Regions from separate parts of the Sus scrofa genome. Here region 2 is linked to region 1. Evidence: chromatin contacts called from public HiChIP or PLAC-seq data. All regions are on one chromosome and are shown on one strand. Each heading gives the region's core, a stretch centred on a gene start, on an enhancer-like site or on the middle of the called end of the contact. The rest is flanking DNA. Distances are from core to core; before and after follow the strand shown. Region 1 has its middle 300 kb from the start of ETS1. Region 2 overlaps ETS1 (ETS proto-oncogene 1, transcription factor).

Region 1 (7,028 bases), core at 2,521-5,020:
AAAAAAAAAGAGAGAAAAAAAAAAAAAAGTCACAGTCCTCCCCCCCTCCCCCTCACCCAAGAGGCAAGGGTAGAAACGGTGGAAAACATCTATTCCAGTTTTGTCCAGGCTGCCTGTGGACTGAAAAAAGAAAAATCCATGAGAAAGTGCCAGGATTCCAGGTTTGCACTCTTCCTCTTCCTGCTCTGCGGAATTACCCCCCCAACCCCCAGATGAAAAAATACATTCTCAAACAGGGCATGGGGAGTGGAGGTGTGGTGGCCCAAGAGCGTGGGTTTATTCAGTGAGGGGTTGGGAACTGGGTGGGAGGGCACAGCCAGCTGGTGCATCCTCAGAGTCTCTCGAGCCAGCCTGGGGTGAGCTCGCAAACTGCAGGGATCACAGAAGCCCCGCTGGACTCCTGGCCCCGGGACCTCCGCCACGTCGACTCCAGCCCTGCTCCTCTGTCTCCTGCCCCCTCACCCGCCCGTCTGCCCCCTGCCCCATCTTCGTCCCAGGGAGCCAGCTGTAGCATGTAGGAGAAACGGGCCCTGTCACGGCTGTCTCTAGCGTGTTATTGTTAGTGTTACGTTACAAATCCCGTTTCCATGCCGGGGTCCCTCGGGGGTCATAACCAGGAGAGGCCGTGACCTTGTCAATAAACAGAACCCCAATCCCTAATGTAACCACTTTGCATCCGTGAGGCCTGCTCCCAGGGTTTCTGGATCGGATTCTTTCCCTGGCAGGATTGTCTCAGGGAGGCTCCCCTGGAAGTGCCAGATACAGGCAGTGAGCATGATGAGATGCTGATCCTGATGGCAGGTGGATGTCAGCACAGGCTTGGCCTGGGCTCCCCCCAGAGTCCCCCACTGGTCACACGAGGGTGTACTGGGAGTATTACCACCAGTCAGCAGTTTCTTTTGCTGCTGGTTTCCTGCAAAGACGAGGCCAGGATGTTAGCCCTTGCTGAAGTTCTCCGTCCCTTAGGAGACTTATACATGGAGAGGCCTCAGTGAGGACTTGTCTGAGGCACAGCGGGATACACGTAAGAAGACAGAGCCAAAAGTAAGCAGAGGAATTCCTGTTGCGGCTCAGTGGTAATGAACCTCATTAGTAACCATGAGGATGTGGGTTCAATCCCTGGCCTCACTCAATGGGTTAAGGATCCGGCGTTGCTATGAGCTGTGGTATAGTCTCAGACATAGCTCAGATGCCGAGCTGCTATGGCTGGCATAGGCCGGCAGCTGCAGCTCCAATTCAGCCCCTAGCCTGGGAACTTCCATATGCTGCATAGGTGGCCCTAAAAAAAAAAAAAAAAAAAAAAAAAAGTAAGCAGATTGAAGTGTCACCCACACAGAGACAGGGCTGGCTTCAGCCACCCTCCATCTTTTGTGCAGATGAATCTGTCCCATGAAAATGTGTTTTCCTTCCTAACGCAGAGCCAGCTGATGAAGCATGGCGAGAACCAAGTGGAAAAAATGAACCAGGCCAGAGTCTGCTCACTCATTCAGCAAATATTCCAAACTGGGCATCTTTCATGCGCCTGGAACCCAGTCCCCACCTGCACGTGGACACCACACGATATACAGGACAGTGTGCCTGGGGCCAGGGGGTGGGCAGCATTTTTTATCTGTATTGCATTTAATGCTCCACTCTCTCAGAACTCTGAATGTCATTACCTTGGCCTCCAGAGCTGTCGCTCTCCATCCCTCCCCCGGCTGAGCCTCAGGAAGAAGATGTTCTCGAATGTCTGTGGTCAGGACTGGAAGACTGGCATTTAGAGAGACAAGTGGTCCTCAGCTCTGCAGACTAACAGAGCGTCAAAGCTCCCCCGACATGGCTTGGCTTGTTTCTAAGACACCCCCCAAGTGTTTACTGGGGCCTCTGAGGGGATAGTTGAGTTTAACATGGTGTTACTATTTCTGCTGAGTGAACCAGACGGCCCTCTAGCATCCGCCCCCTCTTCTTATAAACGGGGACACCAAAGTCTGAAAGGATATTTGTGTGGTCGCAATCTCAGCTCCTGATTTTTTTTAAAAGTGCAGGATAGAGAAAGAAGCCACGGAAAGGAGTGAAAGGGAGTAAAGTGTCCCCCCTGGAATCCCAGACTCAGAGGCTTAGGGCCACTTGCATTTAAAAAATCTGTTTGTTTGTTTTTGGCTATACCCACAACACGTGGAAATTCCCGGCCCAGGGATCGAAGTTGCACCACAGCAGCCACCCAAGCTGCTGCAGTGATGACGCTGGATCCTTAACCCGTTGCACCACCAGGGAACTCCCAGGGCCACTTTGAGAGACCAGTGAGACGCATATTCACTAGGAGGGATGGCACTTGCTTGCCTGACATACCCCAAGCTTCCAGAACAGGGCTTGCCCACAGTGGGCGCTCAGAATCGATTTAATTAAACAGAGGCGCCTTCACCGAAGTGAAGGGAGAGAAAGCAAAGCAGCTCTGAATCCATCTGTTTCACAGTTCGAGGTTCCAGATCCACTTTCACTGCCAAGAGGGATCTATTAAAAAACAACCGTCTGACCAGTGGCTCCCACTTGGAGAGACTGTAACTCTTGGGCTGTAGTTATTACACAACTGGCCAACCAGTTGTGGTCTTATCAATAATATGTGTCATGCAAAACAAGCTTCAATCATTTCCCAAATAAATGGACATAGGGCTTGGATGCATACATATAAATCCCTTTTTTTTTTAATTTCAGAATACATAGAGACGTTTCATCATTGTGTGTCAAGGAACACCGAGAGTATAAACACAAGCACATATTCTGTTAGGCTGTTGACATTCAAAAGGGATACCCCACTCATAATGTGGGGAAATGACTGCACTGGACCTACCCTCTCGTTTCACAGATAACGTTTTATAGATTCTCACTGAGGAGAAGGACCAGCCCACCGTCATTCAGCTCTTTGGTGACTGGACCACATATCAACACAGGGCATCCCAGCTTTTTCCTATACCATGTCCCCTCAGGTGCACCCTCCCAAACACCCTGATCTGAAAGGACAGCCCAAGTCAACTTAATTTATTTCTGAAACAGAACCACTCATTCGAGGACCGTGCGCCACGCTCTCCACCAGCCTGATGGCTGCTTCCTCCCATCTCCTCACTGGGGCAAGTGCTCTCATTATTATCCCCATTTCATAAGTTAAAAGGGGGCACTGGAGGAGTTCCATCATTTGCACAAGGCCACTTGGCGACTAAGGTGCGGGGACAGATGCAAACTCTTGGCTACTAAGGTGCAGGGACAGATGCAAACTCTTTGACTCCAAAGCCCAGATGTTCAAGCACTTGGCAGTACACAACTTAGAGTTCACATGTATGGAAATCAATGGTATCAGCTGAAATGAAATTTAAGGGCATCAAAAGGCAACTCCCAGGAGGGCCAGCTCTAGCCCCATAGCATCTGCTGGGGGCCGGTGTGGTGGGTGGGGCGCAGCTGGCAGGACCTCAGAGAACGCAGTGGAGAGGGCCATTTATCAAGGAAAGAGAACAGACTCAATGCCAGCACCACCAGCATTTCCTAAAAATTTGTCTCCCAGGCCCCCTTGTCAGCAACCCAAAGAGGCTCTCGGGTGCGGAGCTGGAAAATCTGTAGGGGGGACAAATACCTCAACGGCTTTTGAGCACCCCAAATTTGAAAACCCAAAGCCTGGGAGCTCCCAGGCAGGGTGTCAGCACCTGGAGTAAACAAAGGAACCCAGATTGCAAGGGCCCAGCCTCTGAGGAGCCTCCACTGAGCCCCAGCAAACACGCCCCGGGGGCCCCGCCTGCAAGAGGCAGGGGAGGGGTGTCTTTCATGTCCCTGGGTGTGCAGAAGGCTTGCGTGTGTTTGTTTAGAACAAAGCCTGTACTTAACTGGCACAAGAGAAACAGATTTTATAAATAGATGTGAGCATGAATGGTTTTTATGATTAGCTTGTTTTCAATCACCATGCCTGACCGGTGTCTGTGTTCAACTAAGTAAATATTTCTATGGTGATAGTATACACAACACAATGGCCATTATTTAATGTTAATACAAGTACCATATGGGAGGTCTTATCATGCGAGAGCCCCAAAGCATAATAAAAGCAGATAGGAATAGATAGGCAAGGGTGGGCCCTGCTGTACAGTAGGCTTGATAAAACATCTGCTCTGGCAAACGCTAGCCATGCAAGTATTTCTGCAGAGAGAACTCTTCCCCCTGGGATCTCTAGGACCAGATCAGAACGCCAGGCGCTGTGTTTTCCTCTTACTCACGCTCTGACCTTGGTTAAGTCTCCAGGCTAATTGTTTAAACATTCATGCCTCAATTTCCCCATTCTTAGGAGTGTGCTTGCCCCTCCGGGGAGTAATGACGATTTACTCCTGCTGGAATCTCGAGTTGAGAAGGGTAAGTACTGAAGTGGTGCCTCTTTCTTTGAAGCAGCCCAGAATATCAAAGGGAGACCATCCGCTGCAGGTTCCCTTTGCACCTGCACATGTGGGACCCCGGGACATTTCCAAGATGGGTGAAGCAGCCTTGGACAGACCAGAGTTCCCCAGAACTTTACGAGGAGGTAGGCATTTGCCAGGTTTACACTTGGGAGGACAACACTGATGACAGAGGGCGTGAAACTGGACTTATTCTCCAGGGACACTCAGGCAGCATGAGAACGTTCAAGGTTTTCGTGCTGTGGAAGGGGGCATTTCAGCTTTGCACGAAGCATCACTTCTCGATGGTGCTTTTGGTGTCATAAGTGCATAATACGACAGTGTTTGGTGCAATAGGATGTCTGTAGGCTGTTTATATATTATCTGGTTTCACCTTCAGAACTTGCCCTGAAGGGATGACGATGTCCAATTCTGGGATTTGGTGTTTTGCTCTTATGTGTCCTGATGAAACCCATCAACATGAAGAACTCTTGGGATTCGTTTTACCCTTTCCATCCACATGGGGCGTCCACGTCCATCAGGTCATCTATCCCACACTACCAGCCTCGCCTGTGAAAGAGGAACAGACAGTCTCAAAGGCTTATGCTTCACCCAAGCCGAGTTACACAAGTGGAGAGCTAAAACGCAAACCCAAGACTTCTGCTCTGTAAGCCTACTATTTCTAAAGACTTTTTCTCTGTAATTTGGAAAGCAGAATGGGGCCCAGGGAGGAGAATTTATCCTCTGGTGAACTCAGATTAAGCTTGCGGGCTATTGTTTCTGTTCCTTCTGGAGCAGCCAGCCCCGGGTAACACTGGCCTCCCACAAGCTCTCTGCCATCACCCCGGCCACTCTGGCAGGCAGCCTGGCTGAAAATCCAGCGTTACTTTGTGTCACTATCAAAAAGGAAGTCAGACGTAGGTGAGAGGAGATGCTGCCTGGCAAATATTGAAGGAAAGAGATTTGAACTCCCAACTGTGTTCTCTAACCTAATGGGATTCTTTCCAGCGGATTGGCTGAGGACACCATAAAACCAGAAACAATGAGCTCTTCGCCGTGCTTGGAATGGCCCCCAGGGAAACTGTGGATTAATACACAGATGGCATGTGGCTCAGAAAGGACTCACCCACACTGGGAACATGACTGAGTGAACCAGCTCTTCTGAAGCCCTGGTTTACCTGTGCTGGGGAAGGCAGAGGGAGAAGAAGTCTGTTGACCTGGGGGTCCATGTGTTTCAGTCCCTGCCCTGAAGTCTCTGCCTACACGCCTCTCCCAGAGCCTGGAACCAGGAACGTCACCCCATCTGGCTTCCCCAGATCAGGAATAGGGCCTTTTTAAGTGGCCGTGGGAGTTGTATGCACATGTGTTCATGAGCCTGGGGCCTCCTCATTTAGTCACAGAAGGAAAGGGGACCAGGTTGGCAACTCTGGGTGTTAACAGGCTGAACAGCATGGCCAGTCTAGGGCCGCCCGCTGCCCCATGCCGCTGTCTTGACCCAATGGCCGGGCATGTTTCTGATTATTCTGTGGATTTGTCTTGTGCTGATGGGTGGGGAAAGGCCAGTGAAGCCGTAAGCATTTAAGTGAAAGCCATGAGCCTCTGGTGCCCTTCATAAATTTCCCACAGTCTCTGCCGATGCCTTGGGGCCCTTCAGGGTTTTGAGTTTCAGCTTTCAGTAAATAGGCCAAGACTCATGCTCACATGAGCTGCCATGAAACAGCCCCAAGTCTTCCTGACAACCCGTGATAGAGCCATGTGTCCAAACACTGGTCAGAATAGAGGAATGACCATCCCAGGAGCCCCTGACATCGATGGAGCCGCTAGCACATGGCCAGCACTGTTCCAATCGCTCTATGCATTCGCCGATTTCATCTTCGCAAGGATCCTAGGAGATAAGTGCTATCTTAACCCATTTTTATAAATGGGGAAACTGAGGCACAGAGCGTTTAAGAGACTTGTCCAGGCCACACAGCTTGTAGTGGGGCACATCAACCTCAGCATCTCTAAGCGCTACATCTTTTGGGGAAGCCAAGAATGGAAAAAGGACAGATTTAAGAATTTTTATTTTCACACTAGCCCTAACATGCCTAATTTAAAAAGGAAACACTCTTTAAATACTAATAAGAACTCTCCCCTTTACAAATGGGAGAATCATGCTATGCTTCTATCTCAATATGGTTGCCAGCCATAAGTTTTTGGCTTGATCATCATATTTCAAAGGATTTGCATGGAAAGACCTGAGGGGACGCAGAGGGGAGAGAAAGCCGCTGTGTTCTGCACATGATGGTGCTCATGACCCAGCACAAGTTAGGCTTTGATGCTAAGGAGTTATTCTAGTTATGGTGACAAGTTGTCCTGAGCCATCCAACGGCCATCTTTTCTTCCCTATTGGCCTGTTGGAGGTGAGAGACAGATGGCCTGGGTCTATGGAGGAACTGCTTTGTTTTCCTCCTCCTCAAAGCTAAATAGCCCAAATGAGGCAGACTTCTGCTCACTAATTCTGTGTTCTCATCAGCTGAACCACCATCCTGGCTTTCACACAAGAGGAAAAGAGAAATTTTTAGGTGGTAGCGAGCAGAGGCTCTGGGGTATGAAGCACGAAGAGCAAGATGCTCATGGAAGCGTTTGGAGAAAGACAGCGGA
Region 2 (7,028 bases), core at 1,306-3,805, 260 kb after region 1:
TGGCCAGGGTAGGGTAAAAACTCCTTGTGCTGGATTTGAAATTTCTGAAAATGTCTCCACCTGTCTGTCTGTGGCAGCGGATATAACAGTCAAGGGTTCCAAGAGAAGGCAAAGAATAGAAATGAGGGCTAAGATGCCAAAGGATGGCCAGAGTTGGAGGCAGTGGCTGGGGCAAGGAAGCATCTCTCTGTGCCGTGGTTTCTGCACCCATTGTGGGAGGAAGGGTTGGCTTTGGATTTCAGCCCCCTTAGGGGCCCTGCTCCTGCCACTCATCTTTTCCCATTGATCGCAAGAGAGGACCATGCGGGGAATATCCCTCAGTCAGTGGCTAGTCCATGAGAAGGAGATTTCAGTGTGATGCTCCTATGACGCTCTGAAGTGGCCCCAAGGGCTCGGCCCCATCCCACCTCTATGTCCCAGTAGGGACCACAGGCCCCTACCCTTCAGGGCGTTTGGAGAGATTATTCTGAGGAGCATGAAATAAAACGAGACATTAAGAAGGAAACAGGAGAAATGTGATTGGATTTCAGGCAAGGCGTCCATGCCTAGTGTCTCTGCCACAATGGGATGGAAACAGTTCCCAGATTTCAATACTGTCTCTTGGGACTGAAGGAGTGGTGAGAAGGGATTGACAGGAAGGAAGCTTTACCAGTGAATACAACCCAGCTCAACAAAAGAGACTTGACTTGCTAAATACAAGATGCTAAGTGCTGCCTGGGTTCAAAGGTACCTTTTCCCTTGGGCTGGAGTTCTTAACCTCCTGGGGTCTCAACCACTTTGAGAATCAGAGGAAAGCTAAGGCCCTTAGGAAAGTCCTCCCATAAAATTTCAGAGGGATCCCTTGTTTCTGAAACTCGCCCCCATCAAGCACCCCTGCTGTATGAGAATCTGCAGGCCTACAACTTGGCAGAAAGTTGTCAGCATTGATAAAAAACATGTATGACGCAGGTAAGAAATCAAGTGACAACTGCAAAGGCAACTAGAACCCTGGTTCTGTGGCTCTTTAAATCACTGGGGTCTGTTTCTTAGGCCCAACTTCAGCATGTTTCAGGAGGTACCCCCAAAGACTCGTAAAACAACTTCGGGAATTGGTAGCCTTGTTTTGGGGTTTTTTTTAATGCCACTCGTAAGAAGGAACAGAGGTTGCAAAGGTCTGTTTTCTTTCATAGCAAGAAAGCCCAAAAGACTTCAACATTTCTGTGGAGGTGGTGAATGAATCTAATTGGGCTGTTCCAAGTGGGGGAACCCCAAGTGGGGGAACCCCGAGTCGGGGAAGCATAACCTTACAGCCATGTGGGGGAGGGGCGGTGGTATGGGGGCAGGATCTGAACCAAAGTTGCTGGCCTCTCAGGCCTCTCACACTGGCAGCCTCAGAGAGCCAGAGGTTGCCCTATTCATCAGTGGGGAGGTAATTTCCCTCATAGTGCAATTAGGTCTCACGTTTGACCTATGACCTCTGGCCCATGCGATATTTATGATCTCCAGACAGGCAGCGAGGGGGCAGAAGGTAGAAGCTGAAGGCATTTAATGGATTAGAGGGAGGAAGGAAGGAAGGAAGGAAGAAGAAGGGAAGAAAAAGGAAGGGGAGGGAGGGAGGAAGGAAGGAAGAGATGAACCTGACTAGTTCAAAGTAATCTACGAAATCCTGATTTGAGAGCCATGCTCAGGTGCTCGCCTCTTCCACAGTCAATACGGTTTTCAGCTCCTCACTATAATTCTGCGAGGCGGGATCTACTGTCTTACACACGAGGACACAGGCTTAGGAGGGGTCAACGGTGTGCCCATGGTCACAGAGCTGGTAGGTGGCTGGGCTAAAACCTTGGCCCAGACCCACCTCATCAAGTCCCCAGTTCATTTCTCAACAGTAACCTTAAGCACGTGCGCGCCCGCCGCTCGCTCGCCTCGCGGTCTATCTATCTCCCCAACTCATCTAGAACTGCCCCCCGCCCCCAGCTCTTGCAAAACAATCTCTGTCCAGAATCTCTTCTGTTCCAACCGTCTCTTTCTCCATCCCGGCTCGGGGCAGGCATGCTACCCCCTGACGGCATGGAAGGCGCTCAGTCCCAGCCGGTCCGCTCCTCCCAGCCGGGACCGGGATCCTCCAGCCGGGGCTCCTGGACGCCCTGCCTCCCTCGCGGCGGGCCCCGCCTGCGCCCGCCTCGCTGGCAGCGCCGGGGTTAACCCGCCGGCCTGCGGAGCAATGATTTCTGTTTTATTTCAGCAGGGGAAGTGTGTGCCGGCCTGATTAGCCTGATGGTTTCCTCTTTTCCCATAACCTCCAGACCCCCACGGCCCAAGTGTTTACTCTCTGAAATAAAAAATCTGCTGGTGTTTTTCTTTTTGTGTGCTCGTGTATTTTGGGAGGATTGCAGAGGAGGAAGGCGGGTGGGGGTTAGGGACGCGGAGGCGGGAGGGGAGGGCGCGAAAGGGGGGCGAGCCACCTCCCCTCGTCCCTCCCCCACCGCGCCTCTTCCAGCTGCAGGCTCGGGCTGAGACCCCTGGCCGCAGCGCAGGAAAGAAACTTATTAATGAGGGAGCTGGGTCTCCTGCTTCAGCAGCTATAAACACAGCGAACATCTGGAGAGAGTAAGTCTCTTGGCGACCAGACGCTGAGAACAGGCTGCCTCTGCGCATCCCTCCCCCGCCAGGGCCCCTCCCCCCGCCCGACTCCAGCCCCCGCACCCTCACCCACCCCGCGCTCGCTTCACCCAGGGCGGCAGAGCGGGGACTGACGCCAGGCGGCCTCCACCAGGGGCCCCCAGCCCCGCTCCCCCCGCCGAGTTCCCGAAGAGGGGGGTCAAGACTGCTTGAATCAAATAAGAACTCCGTGCCCCAGGGACCTTTTCCCAACTCGGGCCAAATATTTGTGGTTTGAAAAAGTTAAGAGAACTTTTTTTCTCCCCAGCCCCCTGGGACTTCCAGGGCAATGCTGTTACTTCCTAGGATTTTTGAGAAGCAGCGCTGGAGGACAGCCAGCGGAACGCTCGCATACTCCTTGTCACTCCTTGTGGCCCCGGTTTCTCCCACTAGGTTACCCTCCCGCCCCAGGAGCGAAGGAGGTGATTTACATTTGTCCTTACTGCCCTGGGCCGCTGGAGTCCCTCTGAGAGACACAGGTCTCTAACCCACAGCTTCTCTTTCTGGCCCTCACCTGGCTCCCTTCTCCTCCCGCTAGTAAAATGCGGCATCGCGGAAGGTAAAATTGGCAGGTGTCTGAAAATTACCCTGGGGCGCCGGAGCATGGGCAAAGCTGGGGAGACAAGAGTGGGCCACCAGGTTTCTTTGAGTCACTTAAATTCACACTCATCATGGTGAAAGGGTGGCATCTATTCATCACCTGCTATGACGACCTTTGAAGGACACACTCTGCCCAGTCTATAGTACGAGGCAACTGTGAAATAAGTGTAAGCGTCCCGCCTGTTAAAGGGGAGGGAACAAAATCCCGGTGAGTTCTTGCTCTTCCCACCATACCCCCTAAACGCTTTGCTGGGACCCCATACCTTTCAGCTGATACTCAAAAACTTACAAAGTTATTGTGATCTGAATATGAACTAGCCCAGGCTGGAAAGCTACCGGGGTGGTGGGTGGGAGATAGGATGGGCGGGGCAGCGCAACCTCCGCAAATAGGAGGCAACTCGGTTCCCAGCCAGAGAAATATCCTTGGTGGATGGAGAAGAGAGTCAGGCACTTGCAGAAATCTCATCATCAGGAAAACGAAATGATGAGCGAGACTGAGAGCTAGTTTTTTTTTTGCCTGTGGCTTCTCTTCATAATGCCCTCCCAGGGCTCTTTCCCCGAGCCTTTCCTCCTGGCTGACTTTGGTCCTCTCAGGGATGGGATGCGGGTGCCGAAAGGGTTTCCTGCAGCAAGCTTCGGTCAGCACAGCACGGTGCCCTGGATGCAGCTTGGCAGGGCAGCTGGGCTCTCACTGCAGCCTTCCGTGAAAGGCTAAAACCTGTGCCGGGGTTACAGCTTCCCCCTTCCAAACACAACTCTCAAGTCAGATTCCGAGAAGGTCGAAAGTTTCCTTGAGAGGAATAGCCCACATCTCTCTCTCTCTCTCTCTCACACACACACACACACACACACACACACACACACACACGTGCGCACGCACAATCAAAACTGTTTTGAACAAAGAACCTGGAACAGGTCCTTTATAAAAGGAAAACATACTCAATGAGGAAAGAACAGTATACCGTGTTTTAAACCACAGGGCCCGTCTGAGAGGGCCAGCTGAAAGAACAAGGCTGTTGGGAGAATAAACATTTCAGAGCAAGGTGAATCTCCATTTAACAAGTCTCTCTGGCATTCCCTCCCCGTGCTCCACACTTAAAGCCAAATTGGAGGCATCTGTTTTTCCTGCTGAAACTTCCCACCTGGTTGCCGATAGCCCTTTTCCAAACACTGGGCCAGGTTTGATCTCTCCCAGCCGCCTGGCCGTCTGGGAAAGCCCCAGGAGAGACCATGAACTCGGACTCGACGCGTCTCCCACTTGAACTTCCAAAGTTTAGGGGGGAAAGACACTCTTTAGCTCTACCGTTTTGCAGGAAAATGTATGTTAAAAGTGTTCAGTATTACAGGGAGAGCCAACGTCACACTCTTTCTGACCAATCTTTATCTCCTAAAGCAGTGTGACATTTCACCTCGGAACTATTTCTTAATATATATAAATGTACCCTCACATACACATTTGAAGAAATGTTGCCTAGAGACAGGCATCAGCCTTCCCCATTCTCCTTGAATCTTCTCAGTGTCCAGCACGTGGCCCTGGCCTCCAAAAGTGTTCATCCCATCATCGGGTCACTTTCTGACTCAATACCCAGACAGTTTTGGTTCTTGGGCACGTCAGGATATGGTACAGTGGCAAACATTCATAGTGAGTTGCTAAGTGACGGCAGTGCTTTACGCTTGACACATATTAACTTAGTGGTTCTCAAAGTGTGGTCTTCAGACCAGCAGTGGCGGCAGCACCACCTCCCACCCTCCCACCCTCCCACCTCCACCCCCGCGCACTGAGAACTTTGTGAGAAATGCAAATTTTGAGCCTTACCCTAGACTCACTGAATCAGAAACCCTGGGGTTAGACCCCTAGAACCCGCCTTTTAACAAACCCTCCAGGTGACTCTAGCACACTTTGAAAACACTGGTTTAGATAAAGAAACTGAAGAACAGAGATGCAAGTTGCCTAAGTAACGCAGTTAGGAAGGGCTGATGGACCAACCCAAGCCACCTGGTTCCAGAGGCTGGATTCTTTCGCATACACTGTGTACCTACCTCCTCTCTCACAAAGGATGGGAAACGGCAGCTAACCTGTGCATGTGGGTAGAGGAGGTTTTCACTGGAATCCACTACCCAAAACATCCCCAGTTGCACTCTACCAGATGGAAACAAGTACTGTCTTGCCTCTCAAAGCAAGAGCCATGGTCATGAGACCATAGGTTCATTTGCCTGAGAGTGAGTTGGGCTTGCTGTGTTCCAGGTCTGCAGACTGCTTTTTCCAATCCTAAGCAACTATTTTGAGAACGTGAACTTTGGTCAAACATCACCTCCACAAGTGCGGCTGATGCAAGACAAATCCAGCCCCAAAATGAAAACTACGTTGATACCATATCACCCTGGAAGGGTATCAAGTGAGTGTCACATTTTCTGATGCACACCCTGGTCATGCACGGTCATCATGGCCATGAGATTACCATCAAATATGGACAGCCATCAGTTGATGGGACGGACGGCGGCCGTGTGGCCTGGGAGAACAGTTGGGTCTCTGATGTCACTTCTCTAGTTCCCAGTGGAAAACAGGCATTGCATGACTCCAGCTGGGTCTGGACACCGCTCTGAGCTCACTGCCTCTGTCTAAAAATAGGCTGCTGTCAACTCCATCCCTTCCATGAGGCCGTGGATAGGAACGAGTCGTGAGAGTTAACAGCAACGCAAGTGAGTGAGGTTCCTGGAGGTGAGGAGCAAAGGGATTGACATTTTTAAAAAAATGCTTCTTGTTGTGATGATTGAGAGAAAGGGCTGAGGTGGGGGCGCTGCACAGAGGAAGGGAACAGAAAGGAGGCAGGGCCAGTGGGCTCCACTCCAGCCAGACTATAAACAGCAACAGACATTTCAGCCGTGTCTTGTGTGAGGGGCTCCATTGATTCACAGGCTCCCCAACAGAGGGATGAGGAGAGGCTAAGACAGAAAGGGCCCATTCATTCATGCAGAACCCCGCTCTCTGTCCCCATTGGCTCTCGCTAATGGCTCCAGGCTGATGGGGAGGAGGGGGAGGAGGCGAAGCGGAGGAGGAGGTAGAAATGAAAGAAAATGATGACTCCAAGATTGTCGTGAAGAAATGTACAGCTGCACAGGCAATTGCATGCAAATCTGGCTTCCCTTTTTAGCTGTAGAGTTAATGTCCTCAAATTCATCTCTTTTTCTCTTTCATGTCGTCCGCCCCTCCCCTTCTTTTCCCCTTCCCATTCATCTTTCAGTCTCTCTTCCTAGTATTCTCCATCTCTCTACCAGCACCCACTTTTCCTTTCTGTCCATTTCCACACACCTCTTCCTTCTTCCTCAGAAGCCCTTGTACCACCTATTCTGTCCAACCGATTCTCACCTCGTCTTGATGGCTGAGTATTCGGTGCCACTCACGTGGTAAGCCTCTCCCCCATTCATGCTGTCACTCAGCTTTATTCTTTCTTCCCCCTCCCTCCCTCCCCTTCTCTCCTCCCTCTTGGCCTCTGTCCCTTTGTGAATTGGGAAGATATTCAGACACAGGCCCTGGCGGGGCCTCGATGGCCCCTCCTGCTGGATGTTTCAGGCACTGACAGATGTGCAGTCCTTGCAAAAGAAGTGCCTTCATCCCTTTGGAGAGCACAAACGTGAGCGGGAAGCAGGGCTGGGGAGTGGCCTTGAGACAGAGGGCGGGAAGGAAACTGAAGTTATAAATAGGATGAAAGAAGATGAAAAAATGGGAGAGTCTTTTTTTCCTCTCTTTTCTTCTTCCTCGACGCATCTCCAAGGCAATGTGCTGCAGCTGG

What was found. HiChIP or PLAC-seq counts read pairs in DNA pulled down with a chosen protein or histone mark.
Region 2: a contact with region 1 is called in an H3K27ac HiChIP or PLAC-seq map of skeletal muscle, with 11 times the contacts expected there. The contact joins two enhancer-like sites. A contact is called at or near these places in 1 of 5 promoter capture datasets (liver), 10 of 47 Hi-C or Micro-C datasets (alveolar macrophages, embryonic fibroblasts, epiblast stem cells and 7 more) and 1 of 2 datasets of contacts at active chromatin or transcription factors (skeletal muscle).

Annotation. Positions count from the first base shown.
Region 1 is chr9:55,206,396-55,213,423 of Sscrofa11.1, forward strand. No RefSeq gene overlaps it. Among named protein-coding and RNA genes, the nearest start is that of ETS1, 300 kb to the right of the region's middle. Within about 2 kb of position 3,771, at least 24 of the 83 cell types and tissues checked have an H3K27ac peak or open chromatin away from gene starts, as enhancers often do. A contact at or near this core is called in liver, retroperitoneal adipose tissue, skeletal muscle and 1 more, where this site is marked.
Region 2 is chr9:55,472,191-55,479,218 of Sscrofa11.1, forward strand. The region is part of intron 3 of ETS1 (ETS proto-oncogene 1, transcription factor); the gene reads right to left. Among named protein-coding and RNA genes, the nearest start is that of ETS1, 36 kb to the right of the region's middle. Within about 2 kb of position 2,556, at least 40 of the 83 cell types and tissues checked have an H3K27ac peak or open chromatin away from gene starts, as enhancers often do. A contact at or near this core is called in liver, retroperitoneal adipose tissue, skeletal muscle and 1 more, where this site is marked.